Linked DNA regions of Rattus norvegicus: region 2 is linked to region 1. A link is a contact called in public Hi-C data. All regions are on one chromosome and are shown on one strand. The core of a region is the stretch at or near the end of the contact, and the rest is flanking DNA. Distances in the headings are between cores, read along the strand shown. Region 1 overlaps Vsnl1 (visinin-like 1). Region 2 holds the start of Vsnl1 (visinin-like 1).

The links. A called contact is a pair of places that touch in the nucleus more often than the background predicts.
Region 2: a contact with region 1 is called in a Hi-C map of frontal cortex, with 2.5 times the contacts expected there. The contact joins the promoter of Vsnl1 here to the enhancer-like site in region 1. A contact is called at or near these places in 4 of 12 Hi-C or Micro-C datasets (frontal cortex, kidney, liver and 1 more).

The regions. Positions count from the first base shown.
Region 1 is chr6:39,779,015-39,784,605 of GRCr8, reverse strand. The region is part of intron 2 of Vsnl1 (visinin-like 1); the gene reads left to right. Among named protein-coding and RNA genes, the nearest start is that of Smc6, 84 kb to the right of the region's middle. Within about 2 kb of position 3,550, at least 23 of the 93 cell types and tissues checked have an H3K27ac peak or open chromatin away from gene starts, as enhancers often do.
Region 2 is chr6:39,875,819-39,881,409 of GRCr8, reverse strand. Vsnl1 (visinin-like 1) reads left to right here and starts at 2,854. Exons shown (of 4, transcript NM_012686.2): 1 at 2,854-3,079.

The DNA of each region.
Region 1 (5,591 bases), core at 2,301-4,800:
CAAAACCAAGAGTCATCTAGAAAAATGGATTTGCCACGGGGTCCTACTTTTTCACACTGGTATGACATCATCTCCAAATGTATTCGTTGGGTTTCTGTGCTAATTAGATACCCTGGACCATGTGTGTTCCGGGGGCACCAAGTTGGGTGTACCTTATTTGTTCAGAAAAAGAAAGAAAGTTGCTTATGGTTTTCCAAGAGACATACAAAAGATGTTCAACCTCACTACAAGTCAGAGAAATATGGGAGTGCTATTATCCTGAAGTAGCATCATTCTTGTCCAGTCAAAAGCAAGATTAAGGAGAGTGTTAATGCTCCAGGCTATGTAAAATGAATGAGTATCTTGATTAACTGTCCCATGATCCTCTGATAATATGGGTCAAGAGTCAACTGTATTCATTTCTTTGCTGGTAATTTATGCTTAGAAGATAACTAGATCAATTTTATAAATGGAATTATTTTACCAAGGTTTAGTGACAGTGATGTTTTCAACCATTACTTGAGAACTCAAGTGTAGCTCAATAAACTGGCCAACTACACATGAGGAACCGGGCACTACACTGCAAATAAATAAACCAATAAACAAATATTTTATTAAGGAAATTATATAGCATGTATGCACAGTAATATTAACCAATTATTTAAAACCAATGGTATGTGGTGATGGAGAGACAGCTCAGTGGTTAACAGCACTGTCTGCCTTTCTACAGGTCCTGAGTTCAATTCCCAGAATCCACATGGTGGCTCACGACCATCTATACTGGCATCTGATGCCCTCTTCTGGGATGTAGATGTACATGCAGATAGAGCATGCATGTACATAAATAAATTAATTAACTTTAAAAAACAATGATATGAAGACTTAAACAACGTAGCAGGAAGTGAAAACATGCATTTAAAAGCATAACTATACTTCACACATGTGGGCAGATTGCTTTGAGCTGGCACTGAGTTGTGCATCCACACACACATGAGAAGAATGTGTGCATGGTGTGGCTTTTGTTGCTCTTAGTATGATTCACTTCTCAGTCCCTGAGGCCTGAAACATTACCAGTGTTCAATACATAATTACCAAGTCAATGGGCAAGTATTAGAAAATATTCACTGTGAACGGTGGATGCCCGTCAGTGGTAGGGCCTTGGATAATTATCCCTCTGTCACTGTGGTTCGGATTTTGTGTTCATAAATGTGTTTTGTCTTTATAGTCAGGAGAAAATACTAGCTGCACTGAAGAGCTTATGTGTGTTTTTAAAAGCATATGCCACACATGTCCTTCAGCAAACCATCCTTCAGAAAGAACTATGAACGGAAATGTTGAAATTGGCCTTAAAAGTACCCTCTTGGTTTAATTTAATAGTGAGACTAAGAAAAGAACTGTCTGTCTGCAGCAGAGCTGGGGAAAAGGCCACCTTCAGCTATTGAATCAGTCAGGAAATGTTAATTCAGGACTCTGTGCTCTAAAGCACTGATGATCTATAAGTAAGTCAGGCCGAGCATTCTCTGAAGGGCATTATAGCAGAGCTGTGGGGGTGGTACATTACCATGGTAGATTCAGGATGCCGTCATCCATCAGAGAGGACATCACTGGTTCAGCAGAGGGTGGATTGCTACAGGGTTAAGACTGAAAGGAAAACCTCTGGGAAGAAGCTCTGAAGTTTCCTTTGAGGAGAGATACAAAGGACCAGTGGGAACCATCAAGGAGTGTGGATGGTAAGGTACCCAGCAGGAAGAGTGTGGGCAGAACCCAGGACTCCTTATAATCAATATAGGATTGAAATACCTGAGACTGGATACTCGACGAAACTGGGAAAGTTCTCAAGGCCCAAGCTCAGAAGACTCATTGCTGTTCACTTGCCTTTCTTCATAGAATTCTTCTGACCTGCATCTCACTAAGAGTCCAGCTTCAAGAAGGCCTTACTGTATATTAGCACAAAAACAGTGCTGCCCCCAAGTGGTGGGCTTGGGCTGACTGCTGGATCTAAATAAAAGAAAGCCCACTCAGACTCCAGCCTAGCTCTACAACACACACACACACACACACACACACACACACACACACACACACACTCACACTCACATACAGGCAGGTATGTGCACAAACACACACACCCCTCTGGGCACACTACTTTTGCCATGAAGGCATCCTTCCACATATTTCAGATAACTCCACTGCTTAAAAAGCTTTTTGGACTAGCACTCCAGTTACTACAGTCACAGGGCTTGACCCAGGTAGGTTCCTGAGGAGGCATCTGGGCTGCAGGGTAGGAATGTATAGTCCTTGTCTTAGTCAGGGTCTCTATTCCTGCACAAACATCACGGCCAAGAAGCAAGTTGGGGAGGAAAGGGTTTATTCAGCTTACACTTCCACATTGCTGTTCATCACTAAAGGAAGTCAGGACTGGAACTCAAGCAGGACAGGAAGCAGGAGCTGATGCAGAGGCCATGGAGGGATGTGTCTTACTGGCTTGCTTCACCTGACTTGCTCAGCTTGCTTTCTTATAAAACCCAAGACCACCAGTCCAGGGATGGCACCACCACAATGGGCTGGGTCCTCCCCACTTGATCTCTAGTTGAGAAAACACCTTGCACCTGGATCTCATGAAGGCATTTCCACAACTGAGGCTCCTTTCTCTGTGATAACTGCAGCTTGTGTCAAGTTGACACATAAAACCAGCCAGTACAATCCTCAAAAGAAATGATCAAAGTTGGCAGAGTCTAAGCTCTGGTGTTGAACCAGAAGTGTCAGAGGTCTTCTGGGAATGACACACCCAGCATTCCCTCCCAAAGAAAGCCCTGGACAGCAGGGCAGCCAAAAGCAGGACTGGTAACAGGTTACAGGCAAATGGAAATCTGTAAATACCAGTGATGGGACTCTGTTTGATGAAATCTGGGTTTGGATCCCTGCCCTACACGATCGCAGAACTTGAGGTCAGAAATCTCTTCATTCATGTGCTACCAGGGAGCTCTGCAGTTGGCCTTTGGGCACTTGCATCTCAGCTCTGCCATTTACTGTGTGACCTTAGGAAGTAACATTGCCTCTCTGTGCTGTTTCCTCATCTACAAGCTTGACCTTTTAAGTCTGTTGTGGGATCTAAAATAAACAGACCAAAAGAGTTAAAATGACATGTGTCAATAAATGTGAAGTCAATTGTGTCCTTTCTAGCCAATTATGTCCACATCTAGTCTTCAGAGACATTACAAATTATGAGATAGATTCTACAACCAGTATCCACATGACAACAGCAGGAGGACTGGGAATAGGTCGCTTTTTTTAGCATCTTCTTTGCGCTTGGCATCTTACAAATGCTTTACATAAGCTATTGCATCAACTCTCCCAGCTACCCTTAGGGAACAGACATCTTTACACCCCAAAACTGAGGCTCAGAAACACAGAGCTCTGCTCATAGTCACACTTCAGAAATGCAGCCCAGGGTTTGACATGACCCCTATAGCTCACCCATTGCTCTAAGACAACACAGCCCCTGGGGGTGGGGGGGGAGGTCCTGATGCTTCTTGGAGCAAGGGAAAATATTGATGTATCTCTAGGGAGCAGGAGTTAGGATTTGCTGAAGTAACAAACATTTCGGGAATGTTACATAAAGCCAGGGTAATTTCTGCAGTGTCTCTGATGCACAGTAACTGGAAAAGAGGAAACAGGAAGCAATTTTTTAGGGAAAAGGAAGGTGTTACTCTGGTACAAAAGCTTCACATGATTTCTGTTAGCATTCCCACTTGGAATGTGGCTAGGCGGAGCTGAGTTCAGTGATTTCAAACACCCTCTCACCCCCATCCCCACCCAAAAAGAACATCTCATTAACAGCTTTCGTGTTGATTCAGTGTTGACATGATACTGGTGTGGTGGGTTTTGAATGGGACAGGTTAAATCAACTACATTTTTTAAACTGTATTCCCTTGTACTTTTCCAGAGCTACTCATGGTCTGCCCTGTATTTGGAGAGTGCTTGGGAAGTTAGAAAATATTTTCCTTCCTTTCGGGATCAATGGCTGTAAAGCTTCACCTGGAAGGGAGGAGCCCCTCGGGCATTCTGCTCCAGTTCTTGGTCTGTAGGCAGAGAAACTGAGGCATCAAGTGAAGAAATGATTCCAGTGCTTTAGGTGGCATCCCCACTCTGCTCCTGACACCACCCTTTGGTTTACCGGAGTCCCACTCTCAAGTACCACTGGCCCTGCCCTCCCCTGAGGGAAAACCTGGAGATCTCTCCTAGGAGAGGTATCTTTATTCATGAGCCTGCTGGAGGGAGCCCTGGGAGGCTGTGGGAGGCAGCTCTCTGCTTTCCCTGAAGACTCAGAGATAAATATGGAACTGTGAGAGGAGAGCTTCCCTGCTGGGAGTCAGGATATCCAACAATAAACAAGGACGGGTGGCAGGGAGACTCCTCAGGCCTAGCTCAGCCCCCCAGCATCAGTCTCCAGCCTGTTGCCCTCCAAGCAGGCTTGGCTGAGTCACTGGACAGCTATAGGCTGGGCTCCAGTTCCAACACTGCCTGCTCTGTCTGCACAATAAGGTGCTTGCCAGCCTCAGCCACATTCATCGTCTGCCCCTTCCAGGATGCCTCGCTGACTGTCCAGTGTGTCTAAGTTTCCTGCTTCAGACCCTGAAGACCCCAGAGAAGTCATCAGACCCCAGTTGCATCAGTGGAGGCAGCTCCTGTGATGTCATCAATATGCAGAACCCAGATCCCTTCCAAACTGGTCCCAGTGAGAATTTTCATTTTCCCCTAAGAGATGAACTTGTTCGGGGTGGTTTAAGAAGCCCAGATCTGCTCAGGCCGGTTAGAGCCCATCACGGTGTGTTTATACTGTACCCACTGCAACAGGTGTCGCGTGCCATCCAAACTAACCACAGGCAGAAACCTCTGTTGTGTCCTTCAATTGATGCACTACTTCCTTAGGTGTGGCCCACATAATACTCCCTAAGAACACATACACATATTTATACAAACATATACACACATTCAATATAGGCACATAAATGCAGACACAATCTTAAATAATAAAGACATTCATATAAACACATACTTGCACATACAACATTTTCACACAATAAACATATATATGCACTCATGCACATTCACAGGAAACATACATGCACTCATAATACACATACACATATGCATGCACATACACAAATACATATAAATATACATACAAGCATGTGAATGCACGCATGTGCACACACACACACGCACACACACACACATACCTGGACCTTCTTGAACAAGTAAGTCAAGAGCCCTGGGTTTTTTCCAGAGGCCACAGGCACTAAATCATGTCTGAGCATTTTGACTACTCAGAGATTTCTAAGCATTACTAAGCCCCAGGGTATCTCCTTGCTGCCTAGGTCTCACTACAATGGATGCAGATGGCCCATAATGATAGAATGGAGAATCTGCACTTTTTCACATCTGTGTTTCCATTTTAGTTTGATGAGAGGTGTGAAATGTCTAGCCCTAGGTCCAAATTGCCTGAGTTCAAGATCCTGCCACTAACTAATATCCTAATGCAGTGGTTCTCAACCTTCCTAATGCTGTGACCCTTTAATACAGTTCCTCATATTATGGTGATACCCCAA
Region 2 (5,591 bases), core at 1,605-4,104, 98 kb before region 1:
TAAGCCTGGGCTACATAGTATGCTCCAGGTCTCCCTGTTCTACATAGTAAAACCAAAAAGAAAAAAACAAACCTCTATATAAATGCTGAGAAGATACATTTCAGTTATTCTGTAGAAATAAGTGGTATGTGGGGTGGTAAATATGCTAATTAGCTTGGGGCATTTGCTTTACATTGTATACATCCATACTTATAGAATAGCATCATTTCCTATCTCATAAATACATCTTTATAACTGGTCAATGTGCAGTACAATTTTAAGAGTATAATTTGCAAGGAGAAAAAGGAAAATGACTCCTCAATTGTTTCTGACCCATTGAGGATTCATCTAGTATCTGTAAAAAAAAAAAAAAAAAAAAAACCTCTTCCTCCTTATAATATCTTCCTGACTAGCCTTCCTTATACTCATCCCATCCCATATTCATCGCGAATACCCAACGTGTATAAAAGCTGCCAGTTGACTTTTTGATATAAAGGAGTGGTGTCATGTACATGACACTCCTCAGTCAACATGAGGCTGTATTTCAGTCCTGTATCCTTATGTACATAGCATCTCTGGACTACATATCATTGCTGTAGTTCATGGTCACTAGGGACACCCACATTTGCATGAGAGAGGAGACAGTAGAGGACTCACGCTGAAACCCTGGACAGTCCTACCTCAAATCTACAATCTGGAAGAGAAGACATCTTTCTGATTCTGCTGGCCGGTGTTTACTGTCTCCTAGAGCTGGTCTTCCACCCCTGTAACTCAATAAAAACCACTTAATTTTTAAAACGACCCAACATATTAGTAGTATAAAGTGGGTATAACATTGTAAGTGAAGACTAGATTAAGATGCCATAGTTTGGACACCACACAACGCTGTGGAATTCAACGGAATTATTTCTGAAAACACAACCAACAGCCTGCTTTCTGAGAACAAGCAACTAAAGTCAAATGTGCATTTTTTTTCCCTAAGCACAGAGCAAAGTAATTTATCTAAAACTGAATGTTGTCACCAGTGGGCCCCCTGGGACTCAATAAGCTGGTTGGTCTGGTTAAAGCTGAGAAATAACATCGTGACCCCTTCAGTTAATACAGACTGCAGTGCATTGGCTGTTCTCCAAGGAGACACCAGACCGCCTCAGTGGGGAAAACAAGATGGGGCATTGCTTTGAAAACTCTCCTAGGTGATCTCCCTGGCTAACAAAAGCGACTTATTCAAATCGGACTTGAGCCACTAGTCCTTCGGGAGAAACCGAAAGAACCCGCCTAGCCCGCGGGGATGCCCTACTGCGCAGTGCGCACTGCGGCCTGGGAGCGCAGGGCGGGCGCCTCGGGATTCACTCCGTGCTCGGCTCTGCAGCGTGCCTTGTCCTAGCCCCCTGGTTTTCACTGTCACCCACACGTGGCGGAAGAGCTCTACAGGGAGGGGATGGCCACTACCTCTGTTCTGGGATTCCTGAAGGTGCGCTGTCTTTGGCACCTTTCTGAGGAGTCTGGCCTGGAAAGAGCGTTCATTCCTGAGCTGGATGAGATTAGCTTTGAACCTGCTTAGTGCCATGGCCTGAGACCCTCTCCCAGTTTCTCTGGCCAGCCTTAGTAACTTCAAATGCATTCCAAGTCGCTCTCCCAATTTGGAGACTGCTGCCGCCTGGCAACCGTTTTAAAGCTGGTTGACCACCAGGGGCGCTCTAGGAATTGCAGTTTCTCTGAATGTACCAAGGTGTGTAAAGACCGTGGGCAAACGCAGAGCACCGGGATAAAGGAAAACACTGGTTTTCATTAGGTTCCCAGACCCTCCTTTCCTTGAAAATGAAGTTCCCACAAGAATGAAACTCTAGACAGATTGTCATAAACGCCATCAACCCTGTAAACACAGGGCAGTGCCTGCTAGTGGGTACTCCAAAGAAAAATCAGAGAATGAGGGAAACAGTAAATTGGAGAACCCCATCAGCTGGGAGTATTTGAGAATTCGTCCTTGCTTTCCAGGTAGAGAAGCCACCAGCATTTACTAGGCACTACTCTTTGCCAAGTTTTCTAGGCTTTGGCAGGCCAATGGGCAGCGGGGTAGAGCTGGCAGAGGACAGCCATTTAGGAAGGACCTTAGGGATGATGAGGAAGGTGAAACCCCAAACCTTCAACCTGAATCTGAAGGGTTATTGGCTACTTTCTCTCCACACCTAATCCTTGCCCGAAGCAAAGAATATTCAGTATGTAACTGCTTTGTGTATAAAAGATGGCACTTTTCATCATTCGTGGATAGTCACCAAGGTTCAGAAGCCTCAAGACCAGCTCTCTAACACCCATTGCTTCTACATGGCCCAGCCACCAGACACTTGGCTCCCATTCTCCAGTAATTCTCTCAGTGGCGCAAGGGCAGGTGCTTAGGGCTCGCCTGGCAGCCTTCTCCAGCGATTTCTGCAGTTCTCTTCATCCTACAGTCTGACAAGAGGTGGTCAAAGGCTGGGCTAAAACTGAGTGCAGAGAGGAAAACAAGCCCACGTGTTCTTGTCTCCTCTGGCATAGCTTTCAGTCACTTGGCCCCAGAATTTCAGGGAGTGGTGAATGAACACCATCTGCCCTACCTCGTTCCCATCCTGGTACAGGGATAGAGTTAGCCGGGCTCCTTTTCCCGATCTCCTTTTGAGTGTCTGCTAAAATCCGGAGCCTAGGAATCTGCAAAAACTCCGAGCCCTGCATCTGAGCATGCGCCATCGCCAAGCGGCTTTTGGTCACAACTCTCCAGGCTGGGCTGCGGAGCGGCAGGAGGAGGGTGGAGGGAGAAACGAGGGGGCGGGGGGAGTAGAGAGGTGGAGGCTCGCGCGCTTGCGCACGCAGCTCCAGGGACCCTAGGTTTTCTATGGGATTCCCAATCTGCAGCAGAGATTCACCCGAGCGTGTTGCAGCGGCCACTGGGCTTGCAAGGCGCAATCCAAGAGGGATTTAAGCAGCCCGGAGCTCCCAGAAAAGAAGCGAGAGAGAACCACTCACAGAGACGGTTTAGCCGTTAGTCTGAATTAAATATATATATTTTTTTGAAAGAACTGTTTAGTTTTATCATTTTCCTTAAGTGACGGTGCACAGCGCTATAACTGTAAGTGGAAAATATAATCTTCGTTGCATTTTTTGCATGTGTAGCGCAGCCGATTGTCAAGAGATGCTTGGGCTATTGTCACATATTTTGCTTTGCATAGATGTTACTAAATGCATGGTGACAGTTGCCTTGGTTAACGTTAGTGGGTCGGAATGTGCTGCTGGTTCATAGGGGACCTTTTGGAATAATGCGGTGGGGGAAGGAGTGTTTATATGCGGCGTGTTCAGGGGACTTCGGCTAGATTAAAGACAGGTGAGACTAGGAGCTTTTTCAGTATAAGACTACAAATAGGTAGGTTTCCTTAGACGGACTTAAGTAGCTAATTATACGACTGTGAAGTTTCCCAGTTGCTGATAAAACTATTGAGCGGTTGCAGTTAAGTACCAACCTGTCTATACGTGGGATTGGTGCACCATTTTTTTTTCACGGTGGAGAAGCACAAAAGGTGTTTGCTAAGTAAAACTGAGTGGACGAGGCTGGTGTGGGATTGGTTGCTATGCAGGATGCTAGTGTTTAAAACCCAAGGAGTTAGGCACACAAGTATATTGCTTAGTACTTGGAAAAATGCTATTTTCTTTTTCTTTTCCCTATTCGTCGCAATGATGAATTGTTAAGAAAAGCAAAGCTCTGTTCTACAGCATCTTTGATTTTGAGCAGAGTCGAGAGTGGCTGTATGAAGACCTAACTAGCTAGCTACCTGACTCTGCATTCCGCATTCGCCTTCCGGAATGCAGGGCTGGGAACTGCACCCCTTGGCATGTTGCATTTGCAAATGTTGCTTTAAAGGAGAAAAGGTCGTTCTGTGTTTTTAACTTAAATTGGGTTGTTCCTGCCTCGGAAAGTGGAAGAGGGGTCTTCACAAGGTCAAACCCTGTTTGAGGGAAAAACAGATTACCAAAATATACCCTCCAAGGTGTGAGAATGTGTAAGGGCAGGGGGTAGAGATGCAGGGATGTTTCTCACAGGCAGGAAGAGGGAGAGAGCTCATCTCTGCGCGAATGTACTCAGTGAAATGCCAGAGTGGGAATCCATTTTTCCAGAGTTGCCCTCCTGTCCATATTTTGGAGACTAAACTGAGATGGAATTGCTGGTGGGTGTGGAAGGCACAAAGTACACACTGTCTGAGAGCCACATCCCACTTGAAGGCATGAGAAGCCAGGGAGTTTTATATCCACATATTTTTCCCCTTAGTTTAAAAGAATTTTAGGCTGAGACAAATTTAAAATGAAACTTGTGCAAACTCATTTTAGCCCATTATCATTTAAAGTGTCTCCATCTGCGTGTGTCATGGGGGTGGGGTCTGCATCATTGTAGACCGTACTCACCAGTGTCCTCTCACCAAGATCGGGGAGCTAAACAACCCCCAGAAAATGCTGCATTGAAGCAGACTGGCAGAATGGTATGAGGCAGACAAGAGAAGAGGGGCTGCTGTGTACTGGATTTCCACAGAAAAGTCAATCTGATCTCTGGGATGAAAATAAATGAATGTAAGAAATAAAAGAAACAAAAGAGAGGAACATTTTGCTCATCTTTCGATGGTTTGATCAGTCCAGCCATTTTTCAGCCCCTCAAAGGAATATGCGATTTACTTCAATGCATAAAATTTGGGCTAGAAAATTCGAGAATAGCCTCTCCCTGGAAATCCAAAGTAGACATCACACAGCCTCTCTCCTCTTCCTTACTCCAGGGCAGAAAGACCAATCGTGGTCACATTTGAGCCATACTTATTGCCATCCCTGAGTTGGCATTGGTTCAGTGACCTCTGTGTGTGTGTGTGTGTGTGTGTGTGTGTGTGTGTGTGTGTGTGTGTGTGTTGCTCTGCATGGGTAAATAGATGGCAGAGGAAATGGGAGAGTCACGTATTAAACATCGCTGATGCTGTGCCTCAGATTCTCTGGCTCCTAGGTTGACAGGTATAGAAGCTAAAATCAGCCAGAGCCCTTTATAGAATAGTCCATCTATTCTAAAGCTCTTGTTTTACAGATTTGGAAATGAGGCCCACAGCCATGCAACTAGATGAGACCAATTAACTTCCGGCCTATGGGACAATTAAAAAAGTCATGTTGAGTGCAAACATTCTCTTCTCCTCTGCAGTGTTCAGCATTCTCAGCGATACTGCTGTGGTCTTCAGATGTATGTGCCGTGCTCATTTCATTTGGCATGAGATGGTCTTGCTGGGTGAGGAGGGGCTTTTACGCTCTCCATTGCCCCTCACCTCTAAGAAACCCGCCTCATTGCGTTATGTTTGTTTTCCCTTTTGACTTTTAGTCTACTCTCCCTGGCACTCTGTGCATCTCAATTTATTTAAGACCTTTAGTGTTTCTGGGAGGCATCAGCAAACCAGAGGCAAGGGTAGATCCTGTATGAGACCTGCCTGGGGTAGATCCATTTCTCCTGGCTCCACTCCCAGAATCCCTCAGTGGCTCCAGGCTACAGAGATACTGCAGGTGCCATCCCCACCCCTCTGCCAGTCTAGCCTCCTCCCAAGCTGCTGCAGCTGCAGGAATGGGAA